2 separate regions of the Mus musculus genome follow, and region 2 is linked to region 1. The links are chromatin contacts, called in public promoter capture Hi-C maps. All regions are on one chromosome and are shown on one strand. The core of a region is the stretch at or near the end of the contact, and the rest is flanking DNA. Distances in the headings are between cores, read along the strand shown.

Region 1 (7,449 bases), core at 4,131-6,630:
TGGTTGATGAGGACAACAGGCTCACAGGAAGCCTCTGTCCCCCCTGCGAGCAGATGTTTAATATTCCATAGTTGAATTTGTGGACATTGTAAACAGAACTACTGAGATTTTGTTTCCTCCATTTTATCAAAGAGGAAACTAAAGCACAAAGGAAGTATGTCAGCTGTGCGAAGCCTTGTCCAGCAGCCCTGGTGTGATCGGATTCATGAAGGCAGTTGTCCCGGTCCTCCATTTCTAAATCTTGCTGCCTCTTGTCTCCCCAGCAACCATCTTCCAGCACCACTTCCCTGCAGCCATCGACTCCTTCCAGGATGCTGTGAAGTGCTTGTCTGAGTTCGCCTGCAATGCAGCTTTCCCTGACACCAGCATGGAGGCCATCCGGCTCATCCGCTTCTGTGGGAAATACGTCTCAGAGAGGCCTCGGGTGTGTCTCCCAGCCTTGCTTCTGTGGGGGGACCAGAAAGTCATGGGGCCAAAACTACAGAGAAAGCTCTTTCCACTGGTGCTGGGTATGCATGCTTTAAACTTAAGGCAATCCTCCTGCCTCAGTCTGCTGAGTGCTGGGATTCCATGCAGTTACCATTACACCTGGCAGTTGTTCATACTGAGCTTTTTTTCTGCAGACTGTCCTCCTAAAAGGTGACAGTGTCCTAGCTGTCGCATTTAGGCAGAAAGGTCAAGAAGCTCGATGTTCGTTATGAAGGAGAGGAAACCGTTGGGCTTTGGTGACGTGGTGGAGAAGAGCATTTGCTGTCTTTCAGAGGACCTGAGTTTGGTCCCAGCACCACCCACATTCTATAGCTCTCAGCTGTCGGTAACTCCTGCTGCAGAGGATCAGACAGCCTCTGGGCTCCGCACGCTCATACTCAGTGCACACTCCACAGACATAACATTAACCAGAGGAACCAGGAGTGGAGGTGCACACCTTTAATGTCAGCACTCAGAAGGCAGAGGCAGGGGGACCCCTGAGAGTTTGAGGTCATCCTGGTCTAAAGAGTGAGTTCCAGGACAGCCAGAGTTATATAGTGAGACCTTTTCTCAAAAACAAAAAAGAGCTGGGCGTGGTGGCACACACCTTTAATCCCAGCACTTGGGAGGCAGAGGCAGGCAGATTTCTGAGTTCGAGGCCAGCCTGGTCTACAGAGTGAGTTCCAGGACAGCCAGGGCTATACAGAGAAACCCTGTCTCGAAAAAAACAAAACAAAACAAAACAAAAAAGAAACTCTCCCTTTTAAGAAATGACATTTGCCACTGACACGCTGAGAAATCACAGTTCCAAATTGCATCTGTGGATTGGTCATGGAGGTTTGTGACAGAGCTTTGCATGCAACAGAGCCCACCCTAAACCCCCCTCTCTAAGAAAGGAAAGGGGGGAAGACGCCTTCTGTTTGCTTCTGGAGAAGTTTGGGTTTTTCTTTTTTTTTAAAGATTTATTTATTTATTATATGTAAGTACACTGTAGCTATCTTCAGACACACCAGAAGAGGGCGTCAGATCTCCTTACGGATGGTTGTGAGCCACCATGTGGTTGTTGGGATTTGAACTCCGGACCTTTTGGAGGAGCAGTCAGGTGCTCTTACCCACTGAGCCATCTCACCAGCCCTGGGTTTTTCTTATATGTCTCATCTTTCCGGGTAAGACCTGGGAACAATTAAGGGTTGGTTCCAAAGCATTGAAATGATGGGAACACAGACATCCTAGTTGATGTGGAGGTTTGCACCAGGCTGTGGAAATCCTCCCAGCCGGGCTACATAATGGACAACCACTTAGGTGTCAGTGCCTGTGAGCCAGGCAGCTTGTCAGTAAAATGGGCACATAGCAAGCTCTTTGTAACTAGTAGTAGCTGCTATTGAGTACTATGTCGCAGTGATTTCTGGAAACACAAGGAATTCTGGGTACTTAGCAGCCGTTGATCATTAGCATCTTTCCTTTTTCTTTTTAAGATTTACTTACTAATTTATTTTATGTATATGAGTACACTGTAGCTGTCTTCAGACACCCCAGAAGAGGGCATCGGATCCCATTACAGATGGTTGTGAGCCACCATGTGGTTGCTGGGAATTGAACTCAGGGCCTCTGGAAGAGCAGTCAGTGCTCTTAACAGCTGAGCCATCTCTCCAGCCCCTTAGCATGTTTCTTAATGTAACATTCACTCTCTGCCCCAGTGCTCTTGTGAGCTGCCTCCCTCTGGTCTGTAGGCTCATGGGAATGACACCTTCAGTGGGCAGGGGAATGTCTCCCTCGGTCTCTGGGATTTCCCCTTCTAGACTTCGGAAGAGAGTTTGGGAAAAGATTGTCTAGAGCCTCAGTCTTTGTGTGGCTGCTTTTCTGACCCCTCCTGCTTGCTTACACTACATCTGAGACATGATTTTCATTTCAGGTGCTGCAAGAGTACACAAGTGATGATATGAATGTGGCTCCTGGTGACAGGGTCTGGGTCAGAGGCTGGTTTCCCATCCTGTTTGAACTCTCCTGCATCATTAACAGATGCAAGTTAGATGTACGCACAAGGTAACTGGATCCCCAAGGCAGCTGGACATCAATGTTAAAATGAGTCGCTTCTTACCCCACCCCAGGTTCACACCTCCCCTCCCTGACCCTTGCCTCCATCTCAGTTTGGCCATTTCTTCCTCACCTTCTCCCTGCTCTCCTTTATTTTTCCCCCAGGGGACTCACGGTCATGTTTGAGATTATGAAGAGCTATGGCCACACCTTTGCAAAGCACTGGTGGCAGGACCTGTTCAGAATCGTGTTTCGAATTTTTGACAACATGAAACTCCCTGAGCAACAGTCAGAGGTGGGTGATGTCTACAGTGTGGCCTGTGAGTAGATGTAATGGGCCCATGGCCGGCCTCCTCCTTGGGGTTGTCTTGCCAGATAACAGGGGTTTAACAACTTAACAACTATTTAAGATGCTTCTACAAGTGGACAGAAGCACTGACCATCTTAGACCAGTGTCAGCTAGTTCTGGGAGATCCCTTTCTGGGAAAAGGGAGAGGAAGTTCCTCATGGTTTGCCCTCCTGGACCTGGACACTGCCTGCCAGCTCTGCAGGCTCATGGCTGCTCTTCTTGTGTGTGCCACGCTCTGACCTGGTCTTGCAGGATCGAGAGCAATGGCAGAGATGCACAGACAAGACAAGCACAGCTGTCTTCTTTTCTTTTTCTTTTTTGTCTTTTTATGACAGAGTTTATTTGTGTAGCCCTGGCTGACCTAGAACTTAGTTTGTAAACCAGGCTGGCCTCACAGTCATAGCTATCCACCTGCCTCTGCCTCCTGAGTGCTGAAATTACGAGTGTGTGCCATCACTACCTGACTGGCCCTTTATTAATGTATTATTTCAGGAACATCATTTCCCCCTCATACCAGCATAAAAATAACATGCACTAGATGAAATATTCCGGATACACAGAGTTCACACCTCTATCACATAGAAACTGAGGCTACCACTATGTTGTCTTTTCCTACTTAAACAGTTTATACAGTTGAAGTCCTAGTGTAGACATTTGTCCTGTTCTTTAATGTTAGAGTAATTTTTTCCTCATCATAAATAGATAGATAAATATTCATTTCAGAAAAATGCTTGTCTAGCATGCAGGAAGCATGTGGTCCGCACGTGTGCTCCAGCTCTAGGGTTTGTTTCTGCAATGCCCAGCCCCCGCATAGCTTTCTACACAGATTCTAGGGGTCTGGGGATTGGACTCAGTCCTCATGCTCGCTGGGCGACGCTCTGAAGTGAGCGTTCCTAAATTCCCTTGTAATTGAGGACAGGAATCCGGGAGGCCTAACTTCTGCATTCATGTCCACACACCATGGCTTGCATGTCTGCAGGGCACTGTGGGCCTTCCCCTTTCCCCACACTATCCAGCCTTTGCTTTCATTTACCTCGGTGCTCTGCACGGGCAGAGGCTCTGCTGGCTGGCTGGCTGGCTGCCACCACTGATCACCACATCTTCCTATTGGGACCTGGCTTTTTGGACCTGGCTTTTTGTCCTGTGTCATCAGCTTTTCCCAGTTGCTTCCTCTTCTGTTTGTTGAGGGGCTGGGTTTGGTTGGTTTTTCACTTGTGTGTTTTGTTTTTGAGGCAGTGTCATCCTCCAGCCTGGGTGGACCCGAAGGTCACTTTGTAGTCTTACTTTTTCATTGGTATCTTTATTTTCTTTTTATTTAGTTTTTTCTGGCTGTTCTGGACTCCATATATAGATCAGGCTAGCCTCAAACTCTCAAAAATCCGCCTGCTTCTGCCTCCCAGATGCTGGTATTAAAGATGTGCACCACCAACGTCCAGCTTAAAACTTTCCTCACACAGTATATTTTGGTTGTGTTTTCCCCTCCTCCAACTGTTCCCACATTCTTCCCGCATACCCAACTTTGTTCTTTCTCATTGTCTTAAAAAACACACACACACACACACACACACACACACACACACACACACACACACACACACAGTGTAACTCCTCACTCTGTATCGCTCCATTGCGGAAAGTGGATTTCCCTTTCCTGGCAACTGTCAGCTGCAGATGGCTTCTTGGTCAGGGGTGGGGCTCTGTAGGCCAGCACCTGTGCTGGTCTTTATTTACGCTATGTTACCAGGTCTTCAGTTTCATTTCCTTCTGGCTTTTATTTTGAGAACCCTATTCGTGACACTTTTCTTTTCTGTCATTGTGTAATCATTTTTATATTTCTCTGGTACTTTTATGCCGTCATTTTTTGAAAGAGTGTGGGGGGGGGCAGGATAAGGTGCTGGGTGACCGCCTCTTTCATAGTCCACTATTACTTTGAGTCAAGCTCTCCTGGTGAATGTGAGGCTCTCATTGTCTCCTCTTGGCAAACCCCAGCGGCGCCATATTCCCTCAGCCCTTCCCACACATGGGGCAATGGGTGCCTGGGACGGTAAGCTTGTTCCAAGGCTGTGAAATCTGAACTCCAGCTCTCGTGATTGCCTAGCAAGTGCCCTCGACTGCTGAGCCATCTCTTTAGCCCGTATGCAGTTGTCTTTATTTTCCCATATTATTTTAAGGGACAGTTTAATATTTGTGAGTCCACAGTGAAGCCTATCACACCATGCAGTTTTCAGAGTCTGAATGTTACAGGGGTGGACATTTTCTTCTGCAAACATTTCCTCACCCGCCTGACTGTTTCTGTAGGATCTGACGGTGGAGAGAGTAGTTCTGAGCAAGCAGAAGCAGTCAGGTTTGAGATGTCGATACTTATGTGAGTGACAGCCAGGCTTGCAAGAGCAGCCATCTTACCCTAGAGATGTTGGTTTTGAAGATTCATTTTTTTTCCTTTCAGAAATCAGAGTGGATGACGACCACGTGCAATCATGCACTGTACGCTATTTGTGACGTATTCACCCAGTTCTACGAAGCTTTGCATGAAGTGCTTCTCTCTGATGTGTTTGCGCAGCTGCAGTGGTGCGTGAAACAAGGTATTCATTAAGTGAGGGAGGGGCAGTGTTTCCTCGTACACAGTCTTTATGAGGAATTAATTTTCTGTCATAAAAGTATAAATGCAATGCCAAGGGTCACTGTGTACAATTCAGTCCACCAGTCCCTTCCCAGGTTGATTTATAAGCACAGTTTAAAGGTGGATTTTGTTGTTTTTGTTTTAAAGGGTGAGATGCACTTTTGTGCTTTAAAGTTTGTTTTTTTTTTAATTCCCCTCCGTTTCTCCCTCCCTCCTTTCCTCCCAGCCTGTGTCTGTCCATCCGTGTGTACATCCGTGTGTCCATGAGCTATTCCCTCAACTCCCTTCTTTCAAGTTTTATGTGTTTGTAATTTTTTTATAGTAAACTATTTTTTAAAGTACTTTTGGAGTTACTATCACCAGCTACATCAGTGACATCTTATTTAGTGGTTATGTGTTCATGTTAGTGTATACCAGATAAAAACCATGTATCCCTCAGACCTGGATCCATTTTGGCCTAGGGCAAAGTTAAATTCAGTTAAGATCTTTTTGAAAAGTGACTCCTTCTTTCCTCCTTCTCTGTGCAGCCTGGCTGTGCTGGAACTTGATCTGTTTAGACAGACTGGCCTCAGAGTCACAGAGATCCGCCTGCCTCTGCAGCCCAGGCGCTGGGGTCAGAGGTGTCTGCCACCACGCCCTTCTGGCGAAAAGGACCACATTTTAAAGGAAGTAGCAAATAGCTGTAGTACTTTGATAGCAAAAACTGGAAAGGTAGTTAGTGATTATATCAGAAACACTATTTTTAAAAACAATTTATTTATTTATTTATTTATTTATTTGGTTTTTTGAGACAGGGTTTCTCTGTGTAGTCCTGGCTGTCCTGGAGCTCACTTTGTAGACCAGGCTGGCCTCGAACTCAGAAATCCGCCTGCCTCTGCCTCCCGAGTGCTGGGATTAAAGGCGTGTGCCACCACGTCCGGCTAAAAAAATTTTTTAAACAAACCAGAGAACTTTATTGAATCCACCCTTCCCAAATTAGGCCAAAGGAGGAGGGTCCCTTTGGGGTTAGCTGATTTTTTTAAAGATTTATGTATTTATGTTTATGAGTACACTGTAGCTGTCTTCAGACACACCAGAAGAGGGCATCAGATCCAATTACAGATGGCTGTGAGCCACCATGTAATTGCTGGGATTTGAACTCAGAACCTTCAGAAGAGCAGTCAGTGCTCTTACCGGCTGAGCCATCCCTCCAGCCCAAAAACACTAATTTATGCATCTTATGCCATTTCCTGTATGTGCGCCAGTTAAAGTAACAAAGCACTCCTCCCCCTCAGCAAAACTGACTAATCATTGTACTTCTTTAAAAAATTTTTTTTTTATTTTTAAAAATTATATGTGCATGGGTATTCTTCCTACATGTATGTCTGTGCACCACGTGTGTGCCGAATGTCTGTGAAGGCCAGAAGAGATCCCCTGGGGTGGCATCCTTCAGCTCTAACAGCTGACTCTTCGTAGCCTAGCTTCATTAAAGCTTACAGGCCTCCAGCTACAATCCCCACCTCTCAGTGTCAGGTAGAGACCATGGACCATCAGACCCAGATCCTGTTTGGTTGCTTTCAGGACAACAGTTAAAGTTTAACAACAGATGCTGTTGAATTTTGCAGATAATGAGCAGTTGGCCCGATCAGGTACGAACTGCTTAGAGAACCTAGTGATATCCAACGGCGAGAAGTTCAGCCCTGCTGTCTGGGATGAAACCTGCAATTGCATGTTGGATATTTTCAAAACCACCATCCCACATGTGTAAGTGCTAAGGCATGTGGGATGTGTCCGTGCCGCCCGGGGCTATCCATCACCAGGCTTCCAGGTGCAGTGGACGCTGATCTCTGCTTTCTCTCTTGCTCCCTTAAGTTTGCTGACGTGGAGACCTGCGGGGATGGAGGAGGAGGTGTCAGATAGACATCTGGTAGGTTCGTTTATTCTCTTCTCATAGCTCAGTAAGGTTCATCAGCCTAGGCTGAGGAGATGGCTCAGTGGG
Region 2 (7,070 bases), core at 4,281-6,780, 160 kb after region 1:
CTAAAAAGCAGAAGCAGCAGCAGAAGTCTGTGTTTGATGAAGAACTCACCAACACAAGCAAGAAGGCCCTGAAACAGTATCGGGCTGGGTAGGTTTAAAGTGCCGCTCACACGAAAGCACCCTTGTCCATGCTCGCTCACTCTGCCTCTTGCCTAGCGCTTCCCAATGCTGTAATGATGAGCAGAGCAGAACTTAGTGTGCTTCCATAAGCCCCCTCATCCAGACAACTTCAAAAAGCCTCTGCCCACTGATGTGAAATTGGTGTCTGGCTTCCAGAACTGCACATTGTTCTGCACAAGCCCACAGGAGACTGAATCCCAGGCACTGCACTCCCCTCAGGGTACCCATCCCACCTGGGCTGGCCTGTGAAGCCAATATGGGTGACATCCCTCACGTGTCCCACAGCCTACCCATCTCATTCTTCATCTGTCTTACAGCCCTTCCTTTGAAGAGAGGAAACAGTCAGGTCTGCCCCGCCAGAGGAGAGGGAACTTCAAATCTAAGTCCAGGTGATGTTGCACTGTAGAGGGCAGAGGCAGTACCCATGGGCGGAGAGGCAGGCTGGGTGGGAGGCAGTACTTATAATATTGATTTCCTTAATAGGTACAAGAGAAAGAAGTAGTCTCAGTGGTGTGAAGAAGTTGGTGGGACAATTTTATATCCCTTCCCTGTGGGAAGTCATCTTGTCTTGGTCTGGTTTTTTTCCATATATAAAACCCCAAACCTGGGGCTGGAGAGATGGCTCAGACTGCTCTTCCAGAGGTCCTGAGTTCAATTCTCAGCGACCACATGGTGGCTTATAACCATCTATAATGGGATCCGATGCCCTCTTCTAATGGGTCTGAAGACAGCTACAGTGTACTCACATACATAAAATAAATAAAATCTTTAAGAACAGCAGACCTTCTTGAACAAGCCTGTTGTCTGTGAATCTGTTGGGTTAGTATCTAGGAGCTGTTTCTTAGTGTTAGTCATTTATGCATGCATGCCTTTTTAAAAATGTGAGCATCTCACTGTGTAGCACAGGCTAGCTTGGAGCCTGCTGTTAAGGCCTCCAATTTGTGGTACTGTAGAGATTGTTGGGGTTACAGGTACGCACTGCTGTGCCAGGGTTCCCTTCCTGACTGGCTTCCCTACACATATTAAATGCAAGTAGTCTATCTGGTGAGTTTAGACTGCCTTACCTCCGTTTGCAAAGGGCCTGTTCTCCAGCTGCATGCCCTGCTCACAGCTGCCAGCTCAGGGCTCTGTGTTAAGTCAAAGCTCACCTGCTGCTGGGCTGTGGGTCAGACCTGGCTCTGCCTTTGGTGGGAAGATCTCCATGTTAAAAGATGGGGCCGGTGAGAAGTCTTAGTCAACAAAGGCAAGACTGACCGGGGCTCCATCTTGGGGACCCAGGCAGTGGAAGGAGAAACGCAGCCCCTCCCTAGTGTCCTGACACCAATGCCCACCGCATGGTCAAGCACAGTGAATGTGCTAGGAACAGCAAGCAGTGTAGTCTCGGGACTCAGGAGACATTTGCTGTACTTAGAGAATGTTACCATGGGTAAAATTTGGCTCATCAGTTAAATGACCTCCACTACCAAAAATGACATGCCTCACCATAGGCTGTGCCCTACCCACAATTGCTAATCAAAGTTAGGAAGAGAAACAAACCATGGGTCTAGGATGGTGATGGTTGTTGGACACAGCTGAAACCTTAGGTGCATCAGTTATCAATACAGCAACAAAGCAAGCACAGATAAGAGATGACAGGCTTTTTTCAATCATTGTTTTTATTAATTGGCTTTATAGGTTAAAGTGCATAGTAAAGACAAAAAAAGGAAATGCATACAATAAGAAAGGGGCTTTCCTAGACAACATTAGAAAGGACCTGAGATGCCTAAATCTGTTCTAAGGAACATGGAAAGAGATGCAGATGCAGGCAGTAGGCCTGGAGTCGGGGCCTGCAGAAGCTGCTGGCATGCTAACCCTACCCAGGCAAAGGCTGCAAGGGAGGGTGCCTGGATAAAGACTCACAGGAGGTGCTGCTGACACTGAACCTGCTGACACCACCACCACCACAGAACCTCTCCTGCAGAGAGACACATCCACCCCTGCTATCTGAGTGCAAGTTTGACGAGGGTGCAGGGGTCACTCAGCTTGTGTCTGCTGTGAAAGCCCCGCCCCACTGGGGACAGTGAGTATATAACTGGGCCATGGAGAGTTGAAGTGCCTGTCACAGGCCTCCATCTCCAGGAGGGCAGGAGCCCAAGGAGTAGGGTGCCTGGGTTCTTGTGCTCCTTGAAGGTAAAGTGGTTCCTAAAGCTCTCTCTGGGTTGCTGTTATTACAATGGTAGTATGCAAGTTAGGGCCTGGACATGAGAAGCAGTGCACCCTGGGCACGCGCAGAAGTGCTGGCCATGCCAGGACCCAATCACCCTAATATCCCCGGGTGGAGGCCGGAAGCTCCCAGGAGTCAGTCCTACTTGCTACAGTCGAGGAGCTGAGAACTGTGGGCTCTGCTCAGTGCTGGGGGTAAAGTGCTTACTCTAGCGCAGGGTACATATAGAATCACATGTGGGCAAGCCCTAAAAGTGGATCCTTAGACAAGTGCGAAGACTAAAGGACACTAATAAACTGGTTCCTCCATGGAGGAGCCAACCCTGGCTCTGAGGTGGCAGGGCAAAAGGCCTTGAGGTGCCATCTTCTACATCATCCTGTGGATCTCCTCAAAGTTCATGAAGTTGTTGGCTGTGTTCGACCAGGCAGGGTGCTGGGCTCCATCCATCTCAGAGGCCAGGTGGTTGCTCCTCTCTAGAGTGTGATTCTCCCCACCGATCACCTCCTGACACTCGGGACAGGTACTCCTTTGCATGGCGCCCCCACACTCAGTAATTACATAGATGTGGCCATTGGGGCACTTGAACCAATGCCCACGAGGAACACCCATGGCAGTGACAATCTGCACTCGTTCCTCATCTGAGATGCCCAAGCCAGAGCAGGGAAGGGTGGTTTTCAGAGCATCCATCTTTTTCTGCACAAGCTGTTCATCTTCCTGGGTGAACTTACTTGTCTTTTCAAGAATGTTCCGGATGCTGGAGACCTCTTCTGCTATGCTGCCTTTCACCTTCTCGGCCATCTTGCAGCGCATCAGGAGGTTCACCAAATAGGTGAGCCTCTGGATTTCACTCTGGAGGTCACTCAGTTCCTGGCTGCTGAAGCTCAGGCGCTTCTTGGCCAGCCACTCGTGGACCTGCTCAAGTCGAGTCCTCACGCTCTGCTGTTCTCCACAATGCACCTTCTCCAGTGACCCCTCCAGGTTGGCCAAGTGGTCATAGAAGCGGATAGAATTCTCCACCAGGCCCAGGTCCTTCACTGACAGGTTTTTCTGGGCCAGCTTCTCTTGAAGTATTAGGAATTCTTCAGGACGCAGCTGATGGAAGAGGGTCTTGCTCTTCAGCAGGGCCTTAAGTTGTTCCTGGCTGGTTGAAATCTCCCCTGCAGAGCCCTGGATCTTCTCCTTGACAATCTCGATCTCTTCCAGCCGCTGTTTGATGCTGGTTCCATACCTCAGGTTTTTGCGGATGGGTACCTGACAGATGGGGCAGACTTTCAACTTGATGGCAACTTCATCATCCTTCTGCTCATTCATGAAGCGGTCCAAGGCTTGCACTTCAAAGATGTGGCTGCAGTCTTCTAGCTGCACAAAGCGGGCATCAGGCTCATCCTCAAAGCCAAAAAAGATTTGGGTGACTTCATCTGGTTGGCAGACACGGCACTTCTTGGGACATGGCTCCCCACACAGACCGATGCAAGGGTGGCCACAAGCCAGCAGCTTGGTACAAGGCACGTAGCATGGGGGCCGGTTGCAGGGCTCTGAGCAGAGTTTGGTGCACTGGTAGTGCTGGCAGCGCCAGACGCAGGGCTCCACGCAGGGGCTGCACAGCTCCCCACACTTCTTCTTGCACTGGCTGTGGACACAGCGGTTCTGACATGTTCGCTGGCAGGGTGGGCACTCACCAGTGCAGGGCTCCTGGCACTTGTGTGAGCAGATGAGCAGGCGCTTACATGGCTGTTGACAGCGCTCATGGAAGCGCCCTTCAAAACAGCTGTGACAGGAGCCTGGGCAGGGATGGCCGCAATCTAGAGTAGTGTCACACTTGGTGGTACACTTGACTGGCAGACCATATTTTATATCTTCCACATTGCCACACTTAACCAGTTGACTGTGCCCACATTTAAGTTCCACGGTGACCCTTTCTGAACACAGCCGCACACAATCCTCACCACAGAGATGGCTGCATCTGTGACCACATCTTAGTATCTTGGAGCAAGGCTCCTGGCAACAAAACTCTGACTCTGACATTGAACAAGGGACCATCTGTTTGTGACCACACTTCAGAATGATTTTGGGCACTTTCACCTGACAAGGCTGACACTCTTGGAAGCAGACATTTGGGCACCGGTGCCCATCCTGGCAGAGGACTTTCTGGCATGGCTTCATGCACTGGAACTCCTTGTGGGAGGAGTCATATGGATGGCAGGCACGTGTGCACACATGACCACAGGCCAACCGGAACTCACAGGGCCGGCTGCAGCCTCCTTCCGGTACTTTCTGGAAGTCAGAAGCTTTGGATACAAGGGTGTGGGTCTCAGGGTGGTTCTGGCAACAGAGGCGGAGGGACGGGCCTATCTGGTTGTTCTCTCGAAGGGTATGGATGATCCTGCTCCACAAGGGCACCTTGGCAAGCATCTGCATGTTCCCAATGCAGTACATCCCCTTCTTGGCCCGGGACAAGGCTACGCAGATGCGGTTGGGGATCTGCAGGAAGCCCACCTTGCCCTCTTGGTTGCTCCGCACCAGTGAGAGGAGAATGATGTCATTCTCTTCCCCTTGGTACTTGTCCACCACATGGACCTTGATGCCAGCAAACGTCTTGACAGGCATGAGTTTGCGCAAACAGAAGAGCTGCCCAGTGTAGGTGGTGAGGATGGTGATCTGGGAGGGCAGGTACTCCTGGCACAGGAGGTACTGGCACAGCTCCACCACAAAGTGTGCCTCATGCTGGTTCTGGTGACTTTTGCCTTCTTGGATCTCCTGCTCAGGAAAGTTGTGCTCCACAAAGAAAAGGTTGGAGGAGACACCCTGGAAAATAAGGAGGCAGGCAGCACATCAGCACTGGGGCTGGAACCGGAGCCTCACCCGTGCTGTGCACGTGCGGGACCTCTGCGCTACACCCCAGCTCTCTGCACGTCATCTCTGGACACTGACCACTGAGCCACAGGAAGAGTCTTTGTGCTTTCTGTGCCCTCCATCTCCAGATCTTTACCTCTGAAGCAGTCATGTGCCGTGGCACTGAGCTGGAAACTAATTAACCTATTTTTGTTTTCCAAGTATTCAATCACCTGTCATGGGCAAGGGGGCCGCAGTAGCTGGTGATGAGAAGCAGCTGATGTCCGCAGCACGCGCAGTGCTGACTGCTGCACGTAGCCCTGTGCACGGCTCAGGGACTGGGCAGGGGCTGCTGTTATCACCCGGCTGCAGACCACAGCACCAGCATCTCTTGCTGACTTACTCATTCAGGGTCACACAGCTGCCAAGTGGCAAGACAGATTGACGCCAGGTCAAGAGCCACCATTTCTTTCTCATTCTTCCTCCTAAGGCTTAGCAGTCCTGACCTGGCTCTATTGGCTCTATTCCCTTTTCTCCCTTTTAGAGACTATTTTTGCTGACAACATCAGAGGCAGGGCAGACTGACCTTAATCTGCTCATACTTGAGAACAGAAGGATGGTTCTCCAGATCCTGGTAAATGTGGGGGGTCAAAAGGCGGGCGATTTCAGGGCGCATGCGGTGCTGAAACAACAGATGCCATTAGGAACAAGTGCAAGACAAAGGGCCATTTTCTGGAGGCTAAGGTACCAGCAGGGAACCTACAGAGGTAACACCAAAGAGCAACTGGGACAAACCATGATGCAAGAGGCTTCATCTGGAAGAGCAGGGGACTTCGAAATGGTTTCAAACAGTATTTCTGACTGGCTATCTATTTCTGTCTGGCTATTTAAGCAATAAATCAGCTCTAATTGCTAGCACCCAGGAGCCTTCTCCTAGATGTCGGTAGCAACACAAGCCAGTCTCTCACCTGGTAATTCAGACGGACAAAGGGGATGTTCACTTTTACCAGCCGTTCAAACAGGGACACCTCAAGGTTGAAGTTCTTGGCCAGATCATACACATTAGCACTGGGGCGCAGCTGGGGAGAGAAACAAGCCTGAGAATTCTCAGTGGGAACACACGACAGCCCAGCAGCGTGGGCTTCAAGTGCCTGCTGGAAGGCGGCACTAGCCCAGGTGCTGGCAGGTTCAGGGTTAATAGTGACAAGGATCAGGAAGAACCCAACCCTGAGGATGAATGGTCTGGCTAGGCCTCTCTGCACAGTGATGCCTGAGTTGACAGGAGCACAGACAGAGGAGGCTGCCAGTCTTGCATTCATTTGCAAAGCAAGCCATGAGAAGGGGCAGGGAGGACAGTGAATGTTGGTCCTGAGAAATGAGGTGAGCCAGAGACAGGACAAAGCCCACTTCTGTTTTTGAGATCATCTTGCTATGTAGGAGCTTTAGGCTAGGCATGGCTGTGCATGTCCCTGTAATCCCACACTTGGGAAGTGGGGGCAAGGGCCAGTAGTATAAAGCCACACCCAGCTACAAAGCGAGTTCAAGGGTAGCCTAGGCTACACTGATCATCTCAAAATCAAAGGAGCTTGATTTTTAACATCAAGAGTAGTGAGAAGCCACTGAGGGCTTTAAGGATGACATGCATGGGCTGGAGAGATTGCTCAGTGGTTAGAGCACTGGCTACTTGTCCAGAGGTCCTGAGTTCAATTCTCAGCAACCACATTGTGGCCCTCTTCTGGAGTGTCTAAAGATATACATAAAATAAATAAGTAAATCTTCCTAAAAAAAAAAAGTGACATTGTCTCATTTACTGAGATTGAAGTTTTGGTTTATCTGAGGCAGCTGTGTCAGTATGTCACAAGCTAGCTGTGACTGGCTAAGTTACCTTTTGTTCTTTGAAGCACAGTTTCTCTAT

What was found. Capture Hi-C pulls out chosen DNA fragments and counts their contacts.
Region 2: a contact with region 1 is called in a promoter capture Hi-C map of pancreatic islet. The contact joins two enhancer-like sites. A contact is called at or near these places in 3 of 484 Hi-C or Micro-C datasets (bone marrow-derived macrophages, cortical neurons and nephron progenitors) and 4 of 9 other capture datasets (adipose tissue, embryonic stem cells, liver and 1 more).

Annotation. Positions count from the first base shown.
Region 1 is chr2:166,871,196-166,878,644 of GRCm38.p6, forward strand. It overlaps Arfgef2 (ADP-ribosylation factor guanine nucleotide-exchange factor 2 (brefeldin A-inhibited)), which reads left to right. Exons shown (of 39, transcript NM_001085495.2): 28 at 264-424; 29 at 2,381-2,511; 30 at 2,668-2,797; 31 at 5,298-5,433; 32 at 7,076-7,214; 33 at 7,323-7,377. Among named protein-coding and RNA genes, the nearest start is that of Cse1l, 31 kb to the right of the region's middle. Within about 2 kb of position 5,381, at least 70 of the 459 cell types and tissues checked have an H3K27ac peak or open chromatin away from gene starts, as enhancers often do. A contact at or near this core is called in pancreatic islet, where this site is marked.
Region 2 is chr2:167,034,036-167,041,105 of GRCm38.p6, forward strand. It overlaps Znfx1 (zinc finger, NFX1-type containing 1), which reads right to left. Exons shown (of 14, transcript NM_001033196.2): 12 at 6,124-6,234; 13 at 5,742-5,837; 14 at 1,758-5,128. The coding sequence ends at 2,690. It overlaps Ddx27 (DEAD box helicase 27), which reads left to right. Exons shown (of 21, transcript NM_153065.3): 19 at 1-88; 20 at 438-509; 21 at 604-910. The coding sequence ends at 622. Among named protein-coding and RNA genes, the nearest start is that of Ddx27, 22 kb to the left of the region's middle. Within about 2 kb of position 5,531, at least 10 of the 459 cell types and tissues checked have an H3K27ac peak or open chromatin away from gene starts, as enhancers often do. A contact at or near this core is called in pancreatic islet, where this site is marked.